Linked DNA regions of Macaca mulatta: region 2 is linked to region 1. Evidence: chromatin contacts called from public Hi-C data. All regions are on one chromosome and are shown on one strand. The core of a region is the stretch at or near the end of the contact, and the rest is flanking DNA. Distances in the headings are between cores, read along the strand shown. Region 1 holds the start of PRXL2C (peroxiredoxin like 2C). Region 2 overlaps CDC14B (cell division cycle 14B).

Region 1 (5,549 bases), core at 2,661-5,160:
CTGTAATCCCAGCTACTCAGGAGGCCGAGGCAGGAGAATCATTTGAACCCGGGAGGTGGAGGTTGCAGTGAGCCGAGATTGCGCCACTGCACTCCAACCCGGGCAACAGAGAGAGACTCCATCTTTAAAAAAAAAAAAAAAAAAAAAAAGGCCTGATTTATGAATTGACCATGTTTCCCTATGCATATATACACAAATATGAAAATACACCACCAGTGTTTTCTATTTGAGACATGTTATGTCTTACCTGAGGAGGCAATTTCTTCACCTCTTTTCATTCCCAATCTTTTATAAATTTCTCTCTCAGGATCGACATAGATTTCATGAGAATATCCAGTCAGTCTGCAAAAAGGCTGAAAAGAGAATGGTTGGAATTTTTATAAGAACAAATGAGAGAAAAGTAACGATACTCTAACTTCAGCCAATTTAGCCTACATTTAGTGGTTTAAATAATGTAATTTTTATGTCGGAAAAAGATTTTATTCTTTAGTCTCCCAATGTACTAGATATTTACCTCAATATGATGGTAGGATGACTGTCCAATCACTATAAGGGTGACATTTGCTTCCTTGGGAGGAAAAAAATGACATTATATATCATTAGAAATTATGCACGTTTTATACAATATCCCTTAACCCAACTCTTCTGTTTCATTCTAATGCCACCTATAGGCTTCTAGAGGAATGGAATAAACAGCAAAATTGTGTGAGTTAATGCAAAGATACGTATGGTAAAATATTAATTCAGATGTTTCTTTTGCTAAGTAGGAATTTCAAGACTTACATGTAAGACCTAAAACTATAAAACTACTAGAAGAAAACTACAAAACTGCCACATGACATGGGTATAAACAATCATTTCTAGAATATGACCTCAAAAATACAGAAAACAAAGCAAAAATTGACAAATGGGACTATATCAAACTAAAAAGCTTCTGCACAGCCAAGGAAATAGTCAACAGAGAAGAGACAACTCACAGATTGAGAGAAAATATCTGCAAACTATACATCTGATAAGGGGCAAATTTCCAAAGTGTAAAAGAAACTCAAACAACTTTGCAAGAAAACAACATAGCCTGATTAAAAAATGGACAAAGGGCTGAGCATGGTGGCTCACGCCTGTAATCCCAGCACTTTGGGAGGTCAAGGCAGGTGGATCACCTGAAGTCAGGAGATCGAGACCAGCCTGACCAACATGGTGAAACCCTGTCTCTACTAAAAATACAAAAATTAGCTGGGTGTGGTGGCACGTGCCTGTAATCCCAGCTACTCTAGAGGCTGAGGCAGGAGAATCACTTGACCCTAGGAGGCGAAGGCTGCAGCAAGCCAAGATTGGGCCACTGCTCTCCAGCCTGGGGGGCTGAGTGAGACTCCGCCTCAAAAAAAAAGAAAAAAAAAGGACAAAGGATATGAATAGCTCTCAAAAGACATACAAATGGCCAAGAGATATATGAAAAGATGCTCAAAATCACTACTCATCAGGGAAATACAAATTCAAAGTACAATGAGATATAACCTCACACTTGTTAAACGGCTATCAATAAGATGCAAGATAAGTGTTTGGTGAGGATGTGGAGAAAAAGGAACTTTTGTACGCTGTTGTTAGGAATGTAAATTAGTACAGCCATTATGGAAAACAGTCTGGAAGTTACTAAAAAATCAAAAATAAACTATAATATGATTCAGCAATCCCACTACTGGGCATTTATCCAAAGGAAATGAAATCAGTATGTTGAAGAGGTATCTCCACTCCCATGTTTTATTACAGCATGATTCATAATAGCCAAGATACAGAAGCAACCTCAGTGTTCAACAATGGATAAATATAAAGAAAATGCGGTACAGGCTGGGCGCAGTGACTCACGCCTGTAATCCGAGCACTTTGGAAGGCCCAGACGGGTGGATGGGTCAGGAGTTCGAGACCAGTTTGACTGACATGGAGAAACCCCATCTCTACTAAAAATACAAAATTAGCGGGGCATGGAGGTGCATGCCTGTAATCCCAGTTACTCGGGAGGCTGAGGCAGGAGAACTGCTTGAACCCGGGAGGCGGAGGTTGCAGTGAGCCGAGATCGCGCCATTGCACTCCAGCCTGGGTGACAAGAGTGAAAACTCCGTCTCAAAAAAAAAAAAAAAAAAAGAAGAAGAAAAAGAAAATGCGGTATCACAATGTAATATTATTTAGTCATAAAAAAGACATTTTTCTGTTATTTGTGACAACAGTGGATGCACCTGGAGGACATCATGTAAGTGAAATAACCCAGGCACAGGAAGAAAAATACCGCATGATCTCACTTAGCTATGGAAACGAAAAAAGTAGAGTGGAATGATGGTTACCAGAGACTGGTTACTCAGGGATGAGGAGAAGGGAGATGATCCAAGGGTACCAAGTTTCAGTTAAACAAGAGGAATAACTTTTAGAGATCTGCTGCACAGCATGGTGACTAGTTAATAATGTATACTTCAAAATTGCTTAAAGACTAGTTTTTACACGTTGTCATCACAAAAAAAATAACTAAAATCACTATCTGACATGATGGGTATATTATCTCAATTTAATCATTCCACAAAAGTAAATGCCTATCAAAATATTACACTGCATCCCATAAACATATACAATTATATATGTCAATTTTTAAAAAGAGAATAAAAGGATACGCAGACGAACAGTCAAAACATTGTTTTCGAAATGATATAGTCAATAATTCTCTATATTCTCCCCAAAAACATACTTTTAAAACTAGGCACAGTTATTTAATCAGTTTTTTCACATCCTAATTGATAAGGCCTGCTGAAAAAACATCTGTTTTACAAAGGCTGCCCAATGCCTTCCCTCAAAAAGCTCACTTGGGCACGAACTTATCTGTGCCTGAAGAAAAACAAGTATGTGGCTATGCTAGGGAACATGGAACTTGCAGCCTATTAACATAAACATTTGCACCTTTACGATATATTAGTATTTTCCCATAATGAGCAGCTATTTGGAGTGCAACAAAATTAAAGGGAAGAAAATATCAACCATTTCCAGCATTTGTTTTAGGGCATTATCAGTCAACATTTGAGAACGGGCGCTAGGTTACCAGGCAACACCACAATTGTTAGTACGTTCACCACCAGGCAGCACCCAGTGAGTTACGACAGAAATAGATCTCTGACGTCTCTCTTCCTTTGGAGGGGCGAGGGTGGAGAGAGGTGCGGGGAGGGGCAATACGGGTTGCAAGTGCGTGCTGGAGCCGCGTCCTCCCCCGCCCCGCTCGCAAGGTCTGCAGAAGCCTGCACTGGGCCGCCCACGCTCAGAAACTCACTTGTAAGAAACTCTTGGGGATTTTGGCCAGATCCTCTACGTATTCCTTGCAGATGTAACACAGGAAATGCTGAAAGCCAATTGGGCAGAAAGGGCAAGTTAGGAACGCAGCACCCGCGCGCCCCGAAAGAGCCCGGTACTTCGCTGTGCGTGACGCGACTAAAGGCGGCGCCCGCGGGGCCGGGACAGGCTGCCCGGACGCCCGGCGCGTGGGAAGCGGGCCTCGCCCTCGTCGTGCCCCGCCCTAGTTGGGAAGCGGCCGCGACTGGGGAGGCTGCCTTCCCGTTTCCGTCCTAAGAAGCAGGAGGAGCAGCTCGCATCCCGCAGCCTGCCCGGGATCCCGGGCCGCGCCTCCCTCCCAGCCGCGCCACCCGCTCACCCGCACGAACACCACCACGGCGCGGCGCTCCCGGAACAGCGCGCCGAAAGGTACCCGCTGCCCGCGGGCGTCCAGCACCGGCAGCTCGGCCACGGCGGCCGCCAGGGGCTGCCCACGGTCGGGGCCGCTCGGGGCCGGGACCGGGGCGGTGCCGCCGCTAACCTGCCGCGTGACCGGGGCGGGCGCGGCCATGACGCGGGGCGGCCAAGGGCCTGGGTCCGCTCTGCCAGCGCGGGGCGGGGCGGGGCGCGCAGAGGCGGGGCACGGGGGGAGGGGCGTGCAGAGGCGGGGCGCGCAGGGGCGGGGCGCGAGGGGCGGGGCGCGAGGGGCGGGGGGCGGGGGGCTGGGGGCGGGACCTGGCAAGCCACGGTTTCCGCCGCGCTGCGCGGGCCTGGGAGCTGCCGGAGTGAACCCCGCGGGCGGTTCTGACTCTGCTGTCAGGGTAGGGGACAGAGAGAGAACGTAAGGTCCGTCCAGGGCGAGCAAACGTTATTAAGGAAGAAAGCCGCCCGCGCCCTCCGTAGCCACCTGAGCGGAGGTTCTCACCTATTCGAGAACTAATGGGTATGTGTGAAAAGGTGGGCTAGGGCTGGGCCCACCTTTTGTAGACACACAGGCCGGACCTGTAATCCTAGCGACTTGGGAGGCCGAGGCGGGAAGATAATTTGAGGGCAGGAGTTCAAGACCAGTCTGGGTAGGTAACAGAGGGCAACACCATCTTCGTTTTTTAAAAAAATAAATAATAAAAATAAAAATAAGGTGAGCTGGGAGGGATGAGGATGATGAAGTTAGATGGCTTAGCAGCTGTTTTGTAGAAATCACACACTGCCAATTCAGTTTCTCCTGGGGTGGGTAGGCAGGCATAGGGAAATCTGGGGATCTCAGCCTTTGTGAGACCAAACTGGCCCTGGATTTAGAGGTTTGTCTTTCTCGGGTTTCTCATGGGTGCTAACCGTGTGTCCGAGATTTCCAGAGCAGGACCAGGTAACATTCAGGCTCTTTTGTCTTCATAAGTTTACTCACCCTTGTGTACGGATTTGGAGTTCAGAAAGTACATCCTTTATCTATGGTCTTTGTTGAGTTGAAGAATATTTCCGGGGCGGAGCACTAGGCAGGTCTATGTGACTGATGTGACTCTGCCACAAAGCGCAGGAAGGGCTGATGCTGCATCCTCTGGCTTTCACCTGTGTGAAGATTGTATACTTTATTGAGCACACATTAAGTGCTCTGTTTGAGAAGCTCTGCAGTGTGTTTAGAAAATTTTAAGCATGGGTATGTTTCTAAGTCAAGATAGTTTCTTTCTGAGACAGGGTGTCGCTCTGTTGCCCAGGCTGGAGTGCATTGGCACAATCATGGCTCACTGCAGCCTCCACCTCCTGGGCTCAAGCAGTCCTCCTGCCTCAGCCTCCCAAGTAGCTGTGATCACAGGCATGTACCCCCATGCCTGGCCAATTTTTTTTAGATTTGATTTTGTAGAGCCAAGGGTCTCTCTATGTTGCCCAGGCTGGTTTTGAACTCCTGGGCTCAAGCAATCTTCTTGCTTTGGCCTCCCAAAGTCCTGGGGTTACAGGCGTGAGCCACTGGGCCTGGTGAGGAGCTTTATGAGTTTTTGGAAATAAATGCATGACCAGAGTGCAGGCTGATGAATAGCACTCGCAACAGGCAGTTTGCCAGATGTCACCAAATTTATTGTAAGCAGTGTTTTGATAAGCAGAAATTGATATACAGGTAAGAATGGTGGTATTTTGGCAGATCTAGTTAATAACTGATATCAACGAATGAAGTTTTCTTTCACATACTGCTTTTGGTGTCATATTTCATGTGAAATAAATGACAGGTTAGACAATTTCATTTTCAAATCCAAAGA
Region 2 (5,471 bases), core at 2,706-5,205, 100 kb before region 1:
CTTTCAAAGGGCATTTCACCAATTTTCTGACTCAAGACTCATAAACGGAAAATTTTCCCAATGACTAGTCTGTTTCTGTTTTTTTTTTTTTTTTCGAGATGGGGTTTCACTCTTGTTGACTAGGCTGGAGTGCAGTGGCGCGATCTCAGCTCACTGCAACCTCCGCCTCCCAGGTTCAAGCAATTCTCCTGCCTCAGCCTCCCGAGTAGCTGGAACAATAGGCGTGCACCACCACGCCTGGCCAGTTTTTTGTATTTTTAGTAGAGATGGGGTTTCACTATGTTTGCCAGGCTGGTCTCAAACTCCTGACCTCAGGTGATCCGCCCACCTTGGCCTCCCAAAGTACTGGGATTATAGACATGAGCCACCATGCCCGGCCTACACACAGATCTTCTAAGCATCAGCTTGTAAGTCATGAAAAGTAATATATTTTAAAAATCCAGCTTGTTTTTTCCAAATTCCCTTATTCCCTTCCAGTCTCCAATGCATCTATGCCTATTCTAACACTTACCAGATAACATCAGTAAAGTCTTTCATTTTCTCCATTCTAAGACTTCCTAGCAGATTAAAAAAAAAAACAAAAAAAAACACAAAACTTAAAACCGGCCAGGTGTGGTGGCTCATGCCTGTAATCCCAGGACTTAGGGAGGCCATCGTGGGCAGATCACGAGGTCAGGAGATGGAGACCATCCTGGCTAACACAGTGAAATCCTGTCTCTACTAAAAATACAGAATATTACCCGGGCACAGTGGCAGGCGCCTGTAACCCCAGCTACTCAGGAGGCTGAGGCAGGAGAATCGCTTGAACCCAGGAGGCAGGGGCTGCCGTGAGCCAAGATTGTGCCACTGCACTCCAGCCTCAGGGACAGAACAAGAGTCCATCTCAAAAAACAAAAACAAAAAAACAAAATCCTAAAATCAAAAAACAAAACCAAATAAAAAAACACCTCGAAGCCAGTAAGAATGAGAATAGGGTTTGATTCATTTGTGTATTAAAATGAAATCTAGAGACCCGTTTAGGAATTTCTCTAAATTTCTAAGGCCTTTTCTCAAATTTTATACAAATTTTTCCTTAAGCACCAGTTTAAGATAATTTTTCCTACTTGCAATTGCTGTTCTTTGGGTTCTTTAATTAGTAAAACTGCAATGGTATTACTTTCTCCTAACTTTCAAAACAAAAATAGTCTCTAATACATTAAGGACTGTGGTTTAGCCTTGGAACACTAGTTTGATTCAAAGAACCGCAAGAACAATGTAACATTTTTTCCTGTGGGGGAAAAAACCCTAAATTCCTGATGATGAACTTTAAAAGACTGTAATTTAAAAATCCAGTTGGGGAATGCCTGCACATAAAAAATAATGTCAAGCATAATTAGATAAACTGAAGGAAGTTTACAGATGCAGAATAATTCCACTTATGTAACTATCGAAGACATATTTGCCAATCTGTAACTTTTACCTTCTTTTCTTTTTTGGCCAGGCATGAAGGAAGTAACTTTTACTTTTACACCTACTCATCTTGCCGATTCAAAAGGCCTTCCCAAATGAAATCATTCTAAATTTGTGACTAAAGAAGAATCCTGTAAATGACTCCTACATTAACACAAATTCTCAGATTAGTAAACTCTAAATGGATGCAACTTATGATCTATCACCGTGCTTCTGGCAGTCTGGACACTTGGCGTTTCTCAAATTCTTTTGATATATTTTCATGAGAAGCAATATATATAGAATGCCCACTCTAATTCCACAGTGCTGGTTAAGAACAGGAAACAACAAATGATGACCGAGAGAGCTGCTGACCAGTTGTGATCGCCAGCTTCCCAGACAACCCCAGAGAATCTCATCTGCTGGCATGTCCACCCTTGTGCGGTCCCCTCCCACAGCGAACGGGGTGTCCCGTGTAACGAACAGGATACTGTAGTAATAGGGTGTGGTTTCGGAGACCAGATCATAAAAGAGGCAGCTACTGTCTTGCTTTCTCTTAGAACCCTCGCTCTGGGTACAGCAAGCTGTTATTTTGGGAGCATACTCAAGCAGTCCACGTGGTATGGAAGAGAGGCCGCCTGCCAGCAACTGGCACTAACCTGCCAGGTATGTGACTGAGCCCCCTTAGAGGTGGACCCTCCAGGTGAGTGCAGCCCAGACACGGCCCAGAACCAGACCAGACCCATCCAAGTTAAGCAACTCCCAGATGCCTAACTCACAGACATGGTCTGAGACAATGTGTACTGTCGTTTTAAGTCACAACGTTTTGCGGTAATTCGCTGGGCAGCAATAGTGTGCAGCAGCACACTCAGTGAGTAAGGAAATGGCCATTTCCATTTGTTAAAAGTGAATAAACAAATACATGAGGCGTAAGCACAGAGACTCAGCTTAGGAAGCATCAGTAATACCTTGTTTCTCTAGGATAAAGACTCTTTGAACGAGCAAATATCACACACACACACACACACACACACACACACACACACACAAATACTATGGTTGAAAATGCTTGAGACTGGTGTGGTTTTCAAAGTCATGGTACAAAGTTCTTTTTTTGCTGAACAATACCTCAGCCATTCCCAGGACTTCCCACCACCCCCGTTTTCTAGAATCACCATCTGCACTGCACGCCCGAGTCCCTGTGAGGACGCTGGACCCCTTGATTACTGACATACGTTTCAAAACCTGGGAGGTACTGAACTAGCAGTGATGGAAGAACAAGCAACTGAGGCAAAAGGATCCCAACTGCATTACTTCTCCTTTCAGTGTTTCAATGCTGACAGGACAAATCACGGAAACCCAATTAGACATGTGCTTCCTATTTCTACTAGTATGTGCAGGATTCTGAAGCTTTATTTATATACTTAGAGAGCCTCGGTACAATTTACAACCCAAACGTCACACAAGTCAGTGCATCCCAGAGCTGAGAGCCACAAAGGATATTGAAATTCCAGCAACAAATGTGGCAGCCTGAGTAACCAGGAAATCCTGGAGAGATGTCACAATGTTTCCAGCACTTCAAGACTCTTGTGACTATTTTCATGTCAGCCAGATGATACAGTCTTTCCTATGCCAAGAATTTGATTGATCATAAAAAAAAAAAAATCATTCTCTCCAGATTAACAAAAAATGCTTGCAAATCAATGCAAGTTGAAGACAGGCTCACACATTCAACTGCTCAATAAAAAAGGTGAGCAGGGGAAAGAACACAGAGAATAAAAAAGTAAATAAAAGAAAATCACTTTCATAGCTCCTGCACAAAACTGGTTAAGAAAAAAACTGTCGTTAAAAAAAAAAAACCTCGGATGAACTTACATATCAATAGTTTTAACTTTTAAAATTACTTTTACTTATATATATATACGGTAGGTTAGCATAATGATGCTCAATTTCGACAAAATGAAACTGGAAGTTCAGAGTAGCAAACACGTATCTACCAACTCTGCTAATAAAAATAGTGAATTGGCCCTGGGTATTAGTACACATTTGAGTGGTAGGGACATTTTTTAAAGACAAAGTAAATAATCTTGATTTTTTTAAAAAATGAAATTTCCTAATTTTTAACCATAGAGTAAAACAATCCACAACTATTTATAATGCTCTGTGAGTTTCATAAAACTGGCAGGCTACAACTTTCCAGACCTTGGCATCAACTGCTTATCCAAGATCACACTGCCTATTATTGCTGGAAGAGGGCCTGCTCCTCGGGCTTTACTATGGACAGGAACTCATCCTATCCAGAACAAGGGCCGGAACAAGGACAGGACCCAGAATTCCAGAAAGCTTAACGGATCTGCAGTCAAGGATCTGAAGCCGTCAGAAAGCCTTTTCTCCTCACTTCTTCCCCAAGTTAACAGCACCCAGCGAGCACCACAGGCAGTGCAAACGCCTGTCAGGAGCCCTCGGGTGGCAAGGGAAGTCAAACTGTGATGCAGTGTGAGCAGGGCAGCCAGCTGCCTCCCACGGGGCCGGTTCCCAAGGCAACACCAGCTTCCCACTGAGGGCCTGTGCCCTCCCTTTGCTCAGCCCAGTTCGCCTTACACTAGCTGGGGCCTGGCTACTACTGACAGTTGCCTCGTGCTATTTGCCCTGCCTTTCACAGACGCCCAGGAAGGGTGTCATGACCTCATTCTGTCCTCCAGCCTCTGCTGTCCCATCTGGGCAGCTGTTTGTTGAACTGGATTCTTAGCCAAGGCGTCTGGATCCTCATTCTCTGCTCCCTTGTCTTAACTTCCCAACTGATCCCTTCCTCCTGCAGGCAGCTTAACCCAGCACTGGCTATTCTGAGTCCAAGAAAAATCATTTAAAAAGTGGGACCACAGATTCAAAAGATCATCATTAAATAACAAAGTCCTTGAGCTCTTATCATAACCATAGAGGCAATCTCAAATTTACTGCAATTTAGAATTCTACTCACAGATTGCTGAGTTACTATATTCTTAAATTTAATTTAGTATCATCATTTTCAACACAAATGCTTACAAGGTAAGCCATTCTTACAGCTATACGAACTGCTTAAACATAAAAAATAATAATATGCAGTGATAAATTCTGAACAGGGAACCTACATGTTACAATTAGCTCCACCAAAGTAATCTATTAAACATTAGAGGAAAGCAAATTTGTAAGCTATGTGCCAAAAGTTTGCTTGTGTCATTTATTTTATACACAAAATGCTTGGCATTTATTTTACACACAGAAAGATGTTAGAAATGGTGGTTAATTTCCCAGGCTAGCCCTCAAAAGTACATTTAACCCATAGAAGAGATGAATACCATGTATCTTCAGAAAACCTAACTGCTGTGGCAGGAAGATGTAACCAAAGTTGAAAGACAAATACCATTATGTTCTCACTCACATGGAGGAGCTAAGTAAGTTGATTTTATGGAGGCCAAGAGCAAAATAAGAATTACCAGAGGCTGGGAAGGGCATTGTGTGGTCAGGGGGAGTGAAGAGAGGTTGGTTCGTTGGTACAAATGTACAGTTAAAAGAAACAAGTTCTAGTGTTAGCACAGTAGTGTGACTATAGTTTACAATAACTTACTGTGTATTTCGAAACAGGAAGATTTAAAATGCTCTCAACACAAAGAAATGACAAATGTTTGAGGTGATGGATACCACAACTGCCCTAATTTTGCTGTCACACATTATATGCATTTATCAAACTATCACATGTACCCCATAAATATGTACAATTATGTATCAATAAAAAAGTTTAAAATTGTATGTAAACATAAAACATATATGTACACAACACCCATCTGTACATATACACACACGTGCACATGTCCTATTTCTATAAATATAAAAGCTTCTTTTTAAAAGATTTTTCTACATTTCTCAAAAGTACAAATATGGATTTTGTGTATGACATTTTTACAACAAAATTAACAAAACAAAATTTCCAACTTTTCTTTCCAAAAGGATCTTTTTTATTATGAATTTGTTTTGAAAAGCACTTAAAAATTTCCCCTTAAAATTTC

Evidence for each region. Hi-C and Micro-C count contacts between places; a contact is called where the count stands out from the background.
Region 2: a Hi-C map of fibroblasts shows a contact between it and region 1, with 2.1 times the contacts expected there. The contact joins the enhancer-like site here to the promoter of PRXL2C in region 1. A contact is called at or near these places in 4 of 14 Hi-C or Micro-C datasets (CD4 T cells, blood, fibroblasts and 1 more).

The regions. Positions count from the first base shown.
Region 1 is chr15:126,819,339-126,824,887 of T2T-MMU8v2.0, reverse strand. PRXL2C (peroxiredoxin like 2C) reads right to left here and starts at 3,910. Exons shown (of 5, transcript XM_077966496.1): 1 at 3,683-3,910; 2 at 515-568; 3 at 248-353. The coding sequence starts at 3,874. LOC106993846 (a long non-coding RNA gene) reads left to right here and starts at 4,107. Exons shown (of 2, transcript XR_013404987.1): 1 at 4,107-4,246.
Region 2 is chr15:126,923,340-126,928,810 of T2T-MMU8v2.0, reverse strand. All of the region lies in intron 4 of CDC14B (cell division cycle 14B), which reads right to left. Among named protein-coding and RNA genes, the nearest start is that of CDC14B, 65 kb to the right of the region's middle. Within about 2 kb of position 3,955, at least 18 of the 40 cell types and tissues checked have an H3K27ac peak or open chromatin away from gene starts, as enhancers often do. A contact at or near this core is called in liver, where this site is marked.